2 separate regions of the Mus musculus genome follow, and region 2 is linked to region 1. The links are chromatin contacts, called in public Hi-C maps. All regions are on one chromosome and are shown on one strand. Each heading gives the region's core, a stretch centred on a gene start, on an enhancer-like site or on the middle of the called end of the contact. The rest is flanking DNA. Distances are from core to core; before and after follow the strand shown. Region 1 has its middle 160 kb from the start of Gm33551. Region 2 overlaps Ralyl (RALY RNA binding protein-like).

What was found. A called contact is a pair of places that touch in the nucleus more often than the background predicts.
Region 2: a contact with region 1 is called in a Hi-C map of cortical neurons, with 4 times the contacts expected there. The contact joins two enhancer-like sites. A contact is called at or near these places in 3 of 484 Hi-C or Micro-C datasets (cortical neurons, embryonic fibroblasts and forebrain).

The regions. Positions count from the first base shown.
Region 1 is chr3:10,684,465-10,690,283 of GRCm38.p6, forward strand. No RefSeq gene overlaps it. Among named protein-coding and RNA genes, the nearest start is that of Gm33551, 160 kb to the right of the region's middle. Within about 2 kb of position 1,402, at least 18 of the 459 cell types and tissues checked have an H3K27ac peak or open chromatin away from gene starts, as enhancers often do. A contact at or near this core is called in cortical neurons, where this site is marked.
Region 2 is chr3:13,710,693-13,716,579 of GRCm38.p6, forward strand. The region is part of intron 1 of Ralyl (RALY RNA binding protein-like); the gene reads left to right. Among named protein-coding and RNA genes, the nearest start is that of 4930539N22Rik, 61 kb to the left of the region's middle. Within about 2 kb of position 3,724, at least 3 of the 459 cell types and tissues checked have an H3K27ac peak or open chromatin away from gene starts, as enhancers often do. A contact at or near this core is called in cortical neurons, where this site is marked.

The sequences.
Region 1 (5,819 bases), core at 152-2,651:
AGTGTGATCACACTTATCTTTTAGTTCATCTGAAGCCCATGGATTTTCTCTGAATTATATCATCAAGATGCTAAATGAGGATATAGGACATCTATGATCTCCTAATGCATTCGTTGCCATGGAAGCTGCTCTTCTGGCCCGATTTCAACAATTTTTTTTCAAGCAAGTAATTTGATAATTCTTTCCAAAGAGAAAATGCCATAATGTTCTTGCTACCAAATTGAAAGAACCAAATGACTTCTTTTCCCTCATCATGGCCTCGTCCTAACAGGCATATTTTGATAATTTTATTTATACTCATCAGAAAACTAAGACTTGAATTTATTTTAATGCGTATCACTGGGTAATGCTTTTCTTTAAATTTCTTTCTCTATACTTCTGAAAAATATGATCTTAACTAATCTGTAAACACTCACAGGGCTTTCTTTGAAGAAGAGTAGTCAATGGTATCACAATTAATGAAACTCACGGCTACCGTTCACCTTCACCAGTAAATGCTGTATGTGAGAACTGCGTTTATCACCATCAGCAGTTGCTACCGTCTCTGGAGTCACTTGCCAACCTGCCTGTGATACTTGCTTCCTGGAAAGAGATGCAACAGGGACGGAAACATGCCTTGTATGCTTTGCTGTGAAATGCCCTGTGCCCAGGAGGACATTTCAGCTCCCCCAACTAATCCCAAACTCTAGGCAGCATTTTTATTTTACGATTATAGACACAGACCCAGTGGGCACTTGCATACTTAACTTTAATGCTGCATGAAAAACAGGGACATCATGAAATTAATTAGGACATTTATTTTCAGCCCTGAGAAGGAAAACAAGTTATTATGTACTGGCTGCTGACTGTCCTGTAGGTGGCAGTGTGTGGCAAGGAGAGAGAGGCTGCATGGTCCTTGTGCAGTCAGATAACCAAAAAGTTAATAAAAATAAAAATAAAAACAACCATGAGTTTTCTGTTAGAATTGTGTTCTTCAATCTGTGTCTGGGCTCTCTCTAATGTCAGAATCCAGCATGAGACCCCCAACATACAAGTCCTGTGCGAATGAAATCATTGCTTTGGTTCAAAGATATGATCTGTTCTTTAATACACATCTCCATTCACCCACAGTAGCATTATGTGCCCTGAGGGCGTGATGGGGTATTTTCTGATGGACTGACTGACTGTCAATACTCCGTTGAAAGTAAACATTTCAACTGTTTTCTCAGTTTGTGTTTCAAAATTGGAGCACAGAAGTCTGGCAAGCACTAGACAAGATAATAAGAACAAATATGTAGGCACATTGCCCAAAAAGCCCAGAGATAGGTGTTTGCTCTGGAATTCTGAGTCTCTCTATGAGACGCTCTACCATCTGGTTGTGTTGAGAATTAGACTTTGACAGATCTGCCAAATCCTCTGCCAGGATTTCTACAAGGATTCATGTTTATCTCTGCCCATCATAGCCATGTGTCCACACAGACCCACTTTCTTTAAATGTGAATACAATTTTCACATAAAAATGCAAGTAGAGGAAAAAGTACGTGTGGATTTTCCTGACGTTCTTTTCTGTCACCCTAAACAGGAAGTCCTGCAAACGATGAAGATATGTAATCATAGCCCTTTCTTGAGAAAAAGACAAAAGATCGAGATGGAGCCCTCTGGATGTTGCAGTGCTGTTTTGAGCAGAGGCTCTGAGTCTTTTTCAGCGAATTGTATTCAGTCTGTGTCTGATTCAATTAGAAGTCTTTCCAGGCAAGCAGGTTACATCATCTGAAGTTTTTGATCTTCTTTAAGCCCCTGATGGCAATCACACCAAATGATCACTTCAAAAAGAGAACGCAAACCCTCAGAACCAATCACCCCAAATCCAAATGATACTTTTTAGCCCTGCGTGCTTTCTGCAGCTGTCACCCGAAGCCCACAGCTGGGGTAGCTGCAGGCTCCAAGCACAAGTACTGCAGGCCTTCTCAACAATCTTTTAATGCCATGTTTGTCAACAGTGGTTCATTTTGTCTACTTTTTAAAAGGGCACTGAAGTCCAACTCATTAATTCAGTTTATTAAAAAACAAAAGAAAAACGCCAGAAGAGCAGCTATTTAAGATGACCTTTCCCTGTTACGCGGAACCGTGCAGCTCTGTGAGGTTGAAGAGGATTTTCTGTTTCCTCGGTTATTTGAGTGTTTTTAGATTACCGCCCCTCCTGCCTCTCCCCTCCCCCCGCACTCCAAATATACTAAGCTTTTTCTCTGGCCTTAACTTTCATCTTTCTGGCTTTATGCTCTACCTAGACTTAGTGCTTTCCTGTCTTTTGCAAAGTCGTATGGATGATTGTGGTTTCATTTCTGACACTACTGTTCTTCGAGAGCTTTCTCCCGAGTCTACATCAGCCTGCTGAGGGAAGCAGGCACTTCCTTTCATTCTGTAAGTATATTAAAGTGTCATTTTCTAGAACTGGCATTCTTCACTATTATTTGACCAACTGGCCACATACAAGTGGTGTTTCATTTCCTGGTTGAAGAGAGAGGCTGTCAAGGACGGTGTGTTGCTTGTCAAATGGAAAAGGCCAGCCTTGCTCCCAGATACAAAGAGTATGCTCTTCTGCCATTTTGATAAGGACTCAGCTTCTAGCACCTTGAAGTTCCCATCTTTTGTGAGAGTCAGTGATATTTGGAGGAAATGTCACATATTAAGTGCCTGTTAAATTAAAGAATACAGGGAAACGGTACCACCCAAACGTACGGACTGCTCAGCTAATTATATTGAGGATATTCAGAGTGTTGGATATGTAGGGATTTTTCTTTGTTTATAAGAATCTCAATGAAAGCATTTATATATTGACATCCATTTATTTTCTTCCTATCACTCTTAGGAAAAAACCCCGAGTTTCTTATTCCTTCGTGTGCATGAGCAAAATGAAGCGCAACTAAGTGAGCAGGGCACAGTGACAGAGAAGGTAGGCTCTCCTGCTTCCGGGCTTGCTGCCTCCAGCGCTCCGAAGCTGCTGGCTTCTGTGAAAGTTAGTGATATTTGGAGGAAAATGTCACCATTAGCGCGTGCTGTAGCTTCTACTGGACCAAAGGGATTCTGTGGATCAGCCTGGAATGCCATAAGGTTTTGAAAAGCCTTGCGGATCTGTACTTGCTAAAAGAAGGTTATTTTCTTTGATTACTCTGAGTCTGTTCACTGATTAGAAAGAATTCTTAGTTGTTGTGAGACCCGGGACCTGCTATGGTCATCTTTCCACTGTACACTTTATGTGGGGCTCATTATTTAAACCATGTTAAATCTGTAGTGTATGTGTATGTTGCAGAACCGACAATGAATCTTGTAAGGTCTGTAAATAACCAATTTTGTTTTTCTGAGGAAGTCAGAGTTTTATTTTAAAAGCCTGTGTGTGTGTGTGTGTGTGTGTGTGTGTGTGTGTGGGCATGTGTGTGTGTACATATATGTAGATATGTGCTGTTTTCAGAATTTTGACCCTGTATGAATAGGACATTTTTAAGGCATGGATTTGTAATTCTCAAGGGAAACTCGTTAGCCACTGTCCTTTTACACCATCTGTAAAGCCAGAGAAAAATCCTGTCAAACAAACATTGGAAGCTATAACATCATCCTAAATGTTAAGAAAGTGCATGTAGAGCAATTTGCTTCATATTTGTATGTGAAACACTACAGGGAATTTCAGAAATGCCCCACTTATTTTCCAGCAGCACCAAACTAGAGGTTGCTTATCCTGAAAGTCTGCCCAGACTGCCCAGACTTGCCCAGAGTGGACAGCAGAGAGGAGTGAAAATGTGTGGTCTCTGAGGGCAAAGGCCTTCTCACACATGAGAGCGCAGCTTGTCCAGTCTGCCTACATGGCCTAGCTAGTTGATACACATTACAATATTTAACTTCATCTTTGCTAACGATCAGAGTTATTTTCTTTTCACGAACTGTTAAATTATTTGGTGAACTTACTGCCAGATGACTGAACCACGGTGCCACTGAGGGTGGTTCTTGCTCATGAGTTCAGATGAATGCACGTGATTGGCCAAGCACAGCTTTGAGGACATAGCAGGCAGTAAACATTGGTTTCTATATTATTTAATGAATTAATAGTGAGCTCCATATAGATGGCTTGTAAAAGAAAACATCCAATTGGCCAATGGATCAATCAATAAACACCCAGTGTAATGACACATCAGGGAAATGAAAATAAAAGCCACAGCAAGGTATTGTGTCACCCAAAAAAAGGATTGCTACTCAAAAAACACCAACCCAGCCACAAGCAAAGGCCAAAACAGGTACTAACAAGATGTGGAGAAAGGGAACTGGTACATAGTGATGGAGGAAATGTAAATTGTTCAGTCACTGTGGAAAAAAAAAACAACCTGGTTCTCAAATAACTAAAGAGTCATCATACAACCCTGTAATCTGAATAATATCTTTATCAGCATCTGAAATGAAATCAGTATGTTTAAAAGATATCTGGCCTCATGTGCATTATAGTCCTATTTACAATAACCAAGAAATGGAAGCAACCTAAGTATATATTAATAAGTGAATTGATAAAGAAGATTGGTCATATATGTAGCATTATGCAGTCATAGAACATATAAAACTATCATTTGCCACTATCTGTGCATATATTTCCATATATACAAATATCATCAGTAGATATACATATGTACACACAGACACACACTCACACACAGTGAGAGGGAGAGCTCTATGTTCTCAAGTACAGAAAGGTAATCCATGACCTCACTAGTCTGTGGAGTCTCATAGAATCTGAGCATAGGAAGGTGCATAGTAGATGCTGAGACTCTTGGAGGAAGGCTGTGAGAGGGATATAAAGATTGCACAGCATGTTCTGAGTGATAGCAGAAAGACATTTTCATGTGGTGTTGCAGAGAAGAGTGACTGTAGATTATAACTTGTTGTATATTCAAGGGCTACAAGAAAAGACTCTGAATGTTTCACTGTAAAGAAATGTTAAATGGTCAAGGAAATGAATATATTTAGCCTTAGTTAAATGTTTAGTGACGTGTACATACAGTAGAACATTACATCATTTCCTATATGTACGTGTACAGGTTTTTAATCTATCAGCCAAAAATACATTTAATTAAATTACAACATAAGTATTCAAGGTAAGAAAGCAATAAATAGTTTAAATAATCAATGAGAACTTAATAGAATGAACTCAGATAACCCTTGACCAGGAAAAACGAGCACAATTCGATTGTCTGTAGATCAAAAGAGAAATACCATAGCAAACACAGAGTCATATCTGAAGATTTTGTGGATTAGGGACACATTTTACATCAACTTTTTGATTTTTATTTTTGAGAAAAGACTTGAATATATAGGCTAAGACAGCCTAACATTTAGTGTAAAGCTGGCCTGTAACTCCCAATTTTCCCACGTTTGCCTGAGTCCTGGGATTACAGGCAAGCTCCACCAAACTGCTGTGATTCTTGGTTCATCCTCTGATGGATTTGTTTTTGTTGGACCTTTAGCACCAGAATGGAGAATCTGGCCTCTCTTCTTCATTATCACAACAACCCCACCTTTCTCTCCCCCCTTTTTTTGAGCCTCTATATTTTCCTGCCCTTTACATCAAAGTACTTGATTTAGAACAAATTGAAAATTTAAATCAGACTTATACTAGCAATTTTAAATCCCACAAAACAATTTATGAGTCATCCTTAAATAACATCCACTAAGCACATTTGTGGTCCTTTGAAGTGGTAACTGTAACCTGGTATTAAATCACACTGTAAATAGTAGTTAATTTCCAAGTATTTCATACAAGTTAATAATATATAGAAAATGCAATAAAATTGATGACCCTG
Region 2 (5,887 bases), core at 2,474-4,973, 3.0 Mb after region 1:
GCTAATCTGGAAATCCTCTGTAAGGATGGAGAAGGGAAGAAACTAGAAAAACACATTCTGTAAACTAGATCGCTAGAGTATCAATAATAGTCACAGTTCAGCAACTGTGGATGATAAAATGGTATGGCCCTGGCTAAAAATTACTGTTATGCATGCATCCAACATACTAGTCCCCTAGCACACCAGTCAGTGTTTTTACAGGGCAACGTTATTTAATGATCAGTTTGTAGATTCATGTCCAGATGTCAATGTTTTGTAAGACAAAATGTAACTAGAAGAATGAGAAAAAGGGAGTCTAGCCATTTGCAGATCAATTTGCAGAGTATAATTTTATCATTCATAGGATTTCCTCATCCGTTGCATACTTACATACATTTCTGCTTCTTCAGTTGGTCATTTTCTCTCATAAAAACCAAACAAAACCTGTTCACCTCAAATACTCAAAAGAGATATTATCAAATATGCTGAAGAGAAAAGGTCAAACATATATCAGCCAACCACCATGGAAGGTTCCAACTAGCTTTAACGATTGCTGTCGCTTCCCAACTTGGCTTCCTACATTTCTCCTCAGCTCCTAAAAGTCATGCTCTGTACTCTCTTCTGGTTTCTGTTTGGAAAAATTGGGAATGACTTCCCTGTGATAGTCCTTATATAGGATCACTTTCTTTAATAATCTGTGTAGTTTGATAATCACCAAGATATTCTGACTACACTATACAGATGTGGATTGAGTGTCTGCTCCACTATCTAGATAGAGTTCATTTAAGCCTTTCCTACTTACTTTTAATGCTCCATAAATCATATGTTGAGCAGCTTCTACAATACGATATCCAAAGACTTTTGGATACTTGAAATACACAGACACACAGACACACAGACACAGACACACACACACACACACACACACACACATACAGGCACAAACACAATCACAGTCTAGTAGCAATATATCAAACATTTAGTACATTGATCAGTAAATACTTGGTAATTTAAAATAAATTTTTATTGAAGGTCATATGGGAAACAGGACATTACACAGGAAGAAAATTGGATATAAATTGAATATAAGATAGTTTTGTAATTTGTAATGACCATCTCTAAGTAGCTTTTCTATTTTCACCTTGTATATTAATTATCTCCCTTGTTATCCTCCATGCATTTGATGGCATTGAGTTGCTCCTTCAGTAGAGAACCCTTATAATGATGCTGCTTTTCTTTAGCTCCACTCCTTCCTCTTCATAGTGTTTATGAGCTGGCTACATGACACATGGTTTTCACGCATCCATTGCATGCTTACCAGAACTGTGCTCTCTAAAGTGAGCACAGTTGTCACCTCTTTAATTTCATGCATGCCATTTTGCCTACAAAAAGAAACATTAAATCCATGATTGCCAAATCAATGAATATATCTTAAAATCTGCCTCAGATACCTAATCTGTAAAATAAAGAATGTTAGAGGAACATTTTTTTTTTCTGAATAAGGTCTGATAAAAACAAAACTCTCTTTCTCTTTCTCTTTCTCTTTCTCTTCCTCTTTCTCTTTCTCATTTTTCTCTTTCTCTTTCTCTTTCTTTCTCTCTCTCTCTTTCTCTCTCTCTCTCTCACACACACACATACAAACTGTATTAGTTTATAACAACCTATTTGAGAATGATAAGCTTACAGATTATACTCACTGTTAGATATAATTTTCTTTTGAACTTCAAAATATATTTGTATTCTCACTGCTAATGTTAGATTAGAAATCACAGATCATAGAATTTTGATATTGTAATCACTAACTTTATTTGATGGCTCCAAGGTGCTGTGCATGTATTTGACTTCATTCTAACATGAGTTATGAAAAATTGGTCCATTTCTGAAATAGAGCTTATATAATTCACAATTCTTATGTCTTTTGTAGAATACGACAGGTTAAGAATGACTCATTATTAGACAAAATCTTATATTTAGAGTTGTTGTAAATGGATTTAGTCAGCATCAATTTAATTAAAGATTTATTTTCTTTATTCCTAGACCATTTATTTGCCTTAATGGTGACTTTGGCTATTACATCCACAAATTAAATTTGAACGTGCATGCACTATCTCTTTAATGTTTACCGTTTATTTTCATCCATGCAACTCATATAGATAGATAGATAGATAGATAGATAGATAGATAGATAGATACATATAGAGATAGATAGATAGATAGATAGATAGATAGATAGATAGATAGATAGATAGATAGATAGAAATATAGATACACTGTATCTACAGATCAAGGAATTTACATAAAAACATATGAATATTGAAGTTTCTTTTTACCAAATAATTACCTTGGGACTTTTTACTCTTAATTTCTGTATTCAGTATATTCAATATTAACATGAGATGAATTAAGCTCCAGTTAGCATTTTATGATGCAATATTAGCATAATATTAGCATATTATGATGTAATTTACTAACACCATGCTAAAGAGGACATATATTATTGTTCAATTATCCCTCACATTTACCGCCACACATTTATTTTCATATGAAAAACTCAGAATTTTTCATTGTTTTAAGGTAAATTATGGCTATCCTTTCTTATCCAAGGAAGTCAAAAAATGCAAAAGAAAATCCAAATGTCTTTTGATAGAGAAACTGAGTTCGTGATGGAGAGGTTTGAGAAAGGGGCAAGAAGAGGCATATTCTATGGTTTAATGCTCTGGGCTTACAAAAGCGTGGTGTTGGAATGGTAATTGGATTTCTGAGCATTGCTTTTGAGAATAGACTGCTTAAATCATTGAAAAGGAAATCATTGCAGGAAAGAATTGCACCGGCTGTTTGAGTACTTACAAAATAAGAATAGCATGCGGAACAATGAAGAACTGGTTTAGTGCTGTTGAGATTTGACATCTTTAAAAACCTGATATTGTAGCTGTAGTTTTGATCTTTATTTCTTTGTTGAGTAAAGCGCTGATGCATTTGGAACCAACTCTTTCAATGAAGGCTGAGATAAATGAGACCTTAAAATACTTTTAGTGGAAAAAAAAAAGATGATTTGTTTCCAGTCTATGGTGTACTTCTTTGTAAAAAGTGGGTATGGGCGTATATACCTTTATTTTTAGTTTGTTAGGCATGTTTCCTGCTGAGGCTGTTAAGCTGCCATTCTTAAGATGTTAGAGGATGCCTGTATCCCCTGTCTTTTATGCAAATGGAGCTGATGACACACTGTAAGCATCCAAAAAATATTGTGATGTCTAGGAGGAACCTTAGAGGCTTAAGTGTGTGTTTGGGGAGTGTATCTGTGGATGTTAGGCTTCTAAATTTTCTTAATTTCTCATCAACAATTTAAAATGAACCTTTTAATTTTATAAGCAAATGAGCTCAAGGCCTGTGTCAGAACTGCCATTTGCACAACACCTATATACTGCCCTATATACTGTTATATCATGAATATGCTCAAAACTTTTATCATCTTACAGACATTTTCCCTTTTCCGTGAATATTAACATTTTCTCTAAAATAAGCAGGAAAGAGCAACATGAGATTTAAATATAGATTTCTAAGAAGGGTTGCTAAATGAATCATTCTGATCCCTATGGAGATACATAATGCAGATATTTACCTGTCCTTGATAAATTTGCCATTGAAAGGTAAAAACAAATTTGTCAGATGCCTTCCTGTGCCAGCCAGTTTTCTAGCTACCTCGATCATGAGGATAGTTCAATCCTCAAATAACCTTTTCTTTATTATACAGTGAGAAATGGAGAGCTCAGACTGATAAAAATTTCTCAGTCACAATAGCAAGAATTTCAATACAGTCTGACTCAGAAGCCTTTTTGCCTGTTCAGTCACAAACATTAGTTATATTTGAAGGTAATTTAAAAACTATGTAATTGGCTCTGGAATATTCATTGCATTCTGGAGTTGTGTTTTATTTTTGTATTCTCTTGTTAAATTCAAGTGCAAATGCAGCTTTTCTTTGTTTCAAGAGAAGACAGAAGTTTACTTAACAAAGGAGACTCTGCACCTAAGACCACCTTCACCACATAGTAAGATGCACTGTGAAAGAACCAGTGAGCTGCAGTGTTTCTCAGGAGAGTTTAGAAATGGAAAGATTTTTCTGTAAATTGTTATCCTCTGTCTGAGATTAAGTTAGTAAGCAACCCACTAGATAGTTTCTATTCAAAATAAACATGTAACTTGCTGTTTTTGTTTTGTTCTGTTTATTGTGGTTTTTTTGAAGACTACATTTGTTTTTAGATTCTTTATAAAACTATTCTGAGAAAAAAACATTTTTATAAGATTTCAGTTTAAATTCCTTTGGTTCTCTGGTCTTTGTGATGCCTGTTCAAAGAATTCAAAGAGAATATAAAGTATAGTGTAAGAGTTGTTCAAAATTATTACAGTTATTAAGGAGGAGTATTTCTGGAATACACTATGGCACCAAGTTATCAGCCAGGCCTCATAATACTTTATTTTCTTGCAGACCACATGAGGTTTTGTATGTGATCTTTAAATTTGAATTACTCTAAATTCTCAAGAAGAATTTAATAATTAGTGTCACGCTATTTCTAGACTGACAAATTGTCCAAGGTACTCACCCTATAATCATCTGTAGAACTTAGAACAAAGTTACAGAGTACAGTTCTGTTTTGCTGCTTCTTTACAAAATAAGAGAACTGAGAGAATCGAGAGGATCTCATACAGGGAAGAATTATAAACACCAATTCTGGCGCTAGATGGGATGCAACACACATGGTGTGTCAGTACTGGCACACAGAGGCAGACAACAAAAAGTCCATGGCTATCTAAAGTTCAAACGGCTGTTTAAAAACACCACTCAATAGGATTAAAACAAAGATAAAAAATAATATGGAGGTGCCATCAGGCAGTCATTGGGGTCTAGATCCTATGTCAATACATTAAACCACAATGCCTTCTAGCATGCAGCAGAATGGTGTCACTACTTTCTCCTTAATGTCCTTGTCATTTTTTTTCTGCTAGGTTCTTGTAATTCTACTCAACTCCCTGCTTTAATAAAGTGATTAGGTTTTAGCTTCATATGTCAGTAAGAACATTTAGCCTTTTTTCTTTGCCTGGCTTATGTCAGTTAGGACAGTCTTCTCCGTGTCATTGGCAACAGCATTTTCTTTTGTGATTGAGTTGTGTATCAGTATGTACATTTTGGTTTATTTCTACTCATATGCCTGTTAATAGTGATTTCCATTGGTTTTTATATTTTGAATGTTGTAAATAATGGTATAATAAATAAAAACACTTATTCTACCTATTCATATACCTTCATATATATGTATATATGTATGTACATGCATATATATTCTACATATCAATTTAAATAATATATATGTGATATATATATGAATTTATACATGTAGATTATTCATGCATATTCACCAATAGGACAACTGCTCTTCATTTGTAACACTGCTAATAAGCATGTGGAGAAATTAGCCCTTTCACAGTCTTGGCAGGAATGTAGCATGATATGTGCTATAGGAATTGTCCTGCTGTCCTGGAACTTACTTTGTAAATGAGGTGACTTTACAATTCAAGAGATATACCTATCTCCTGAGGTCTGGATTTAAAGCCTCAGGCTGAATCTTAATTACTTATAGGTAAGTGCTGTAGGAGTATATCTGTATGAAAAAATTAAAGATAAAACTTGTGTATAATTTTCTAATGTCAAAACCACACCATCATGATGTCCTTGAAACACCTTAAGTTATGAACGCAGTAACTTTTATACCCAGAACTCTTCTTTAGAGTATTTATAATTCATGGTACATAGAGGCAAGCTTGGTTGTATAGTACCTTATAGCATTTACTTTTCTTTGTGTTTCATTCTTCCTTACAAATCTGTATAAGGGAGGCAACAAAAACAGGGTGGTGT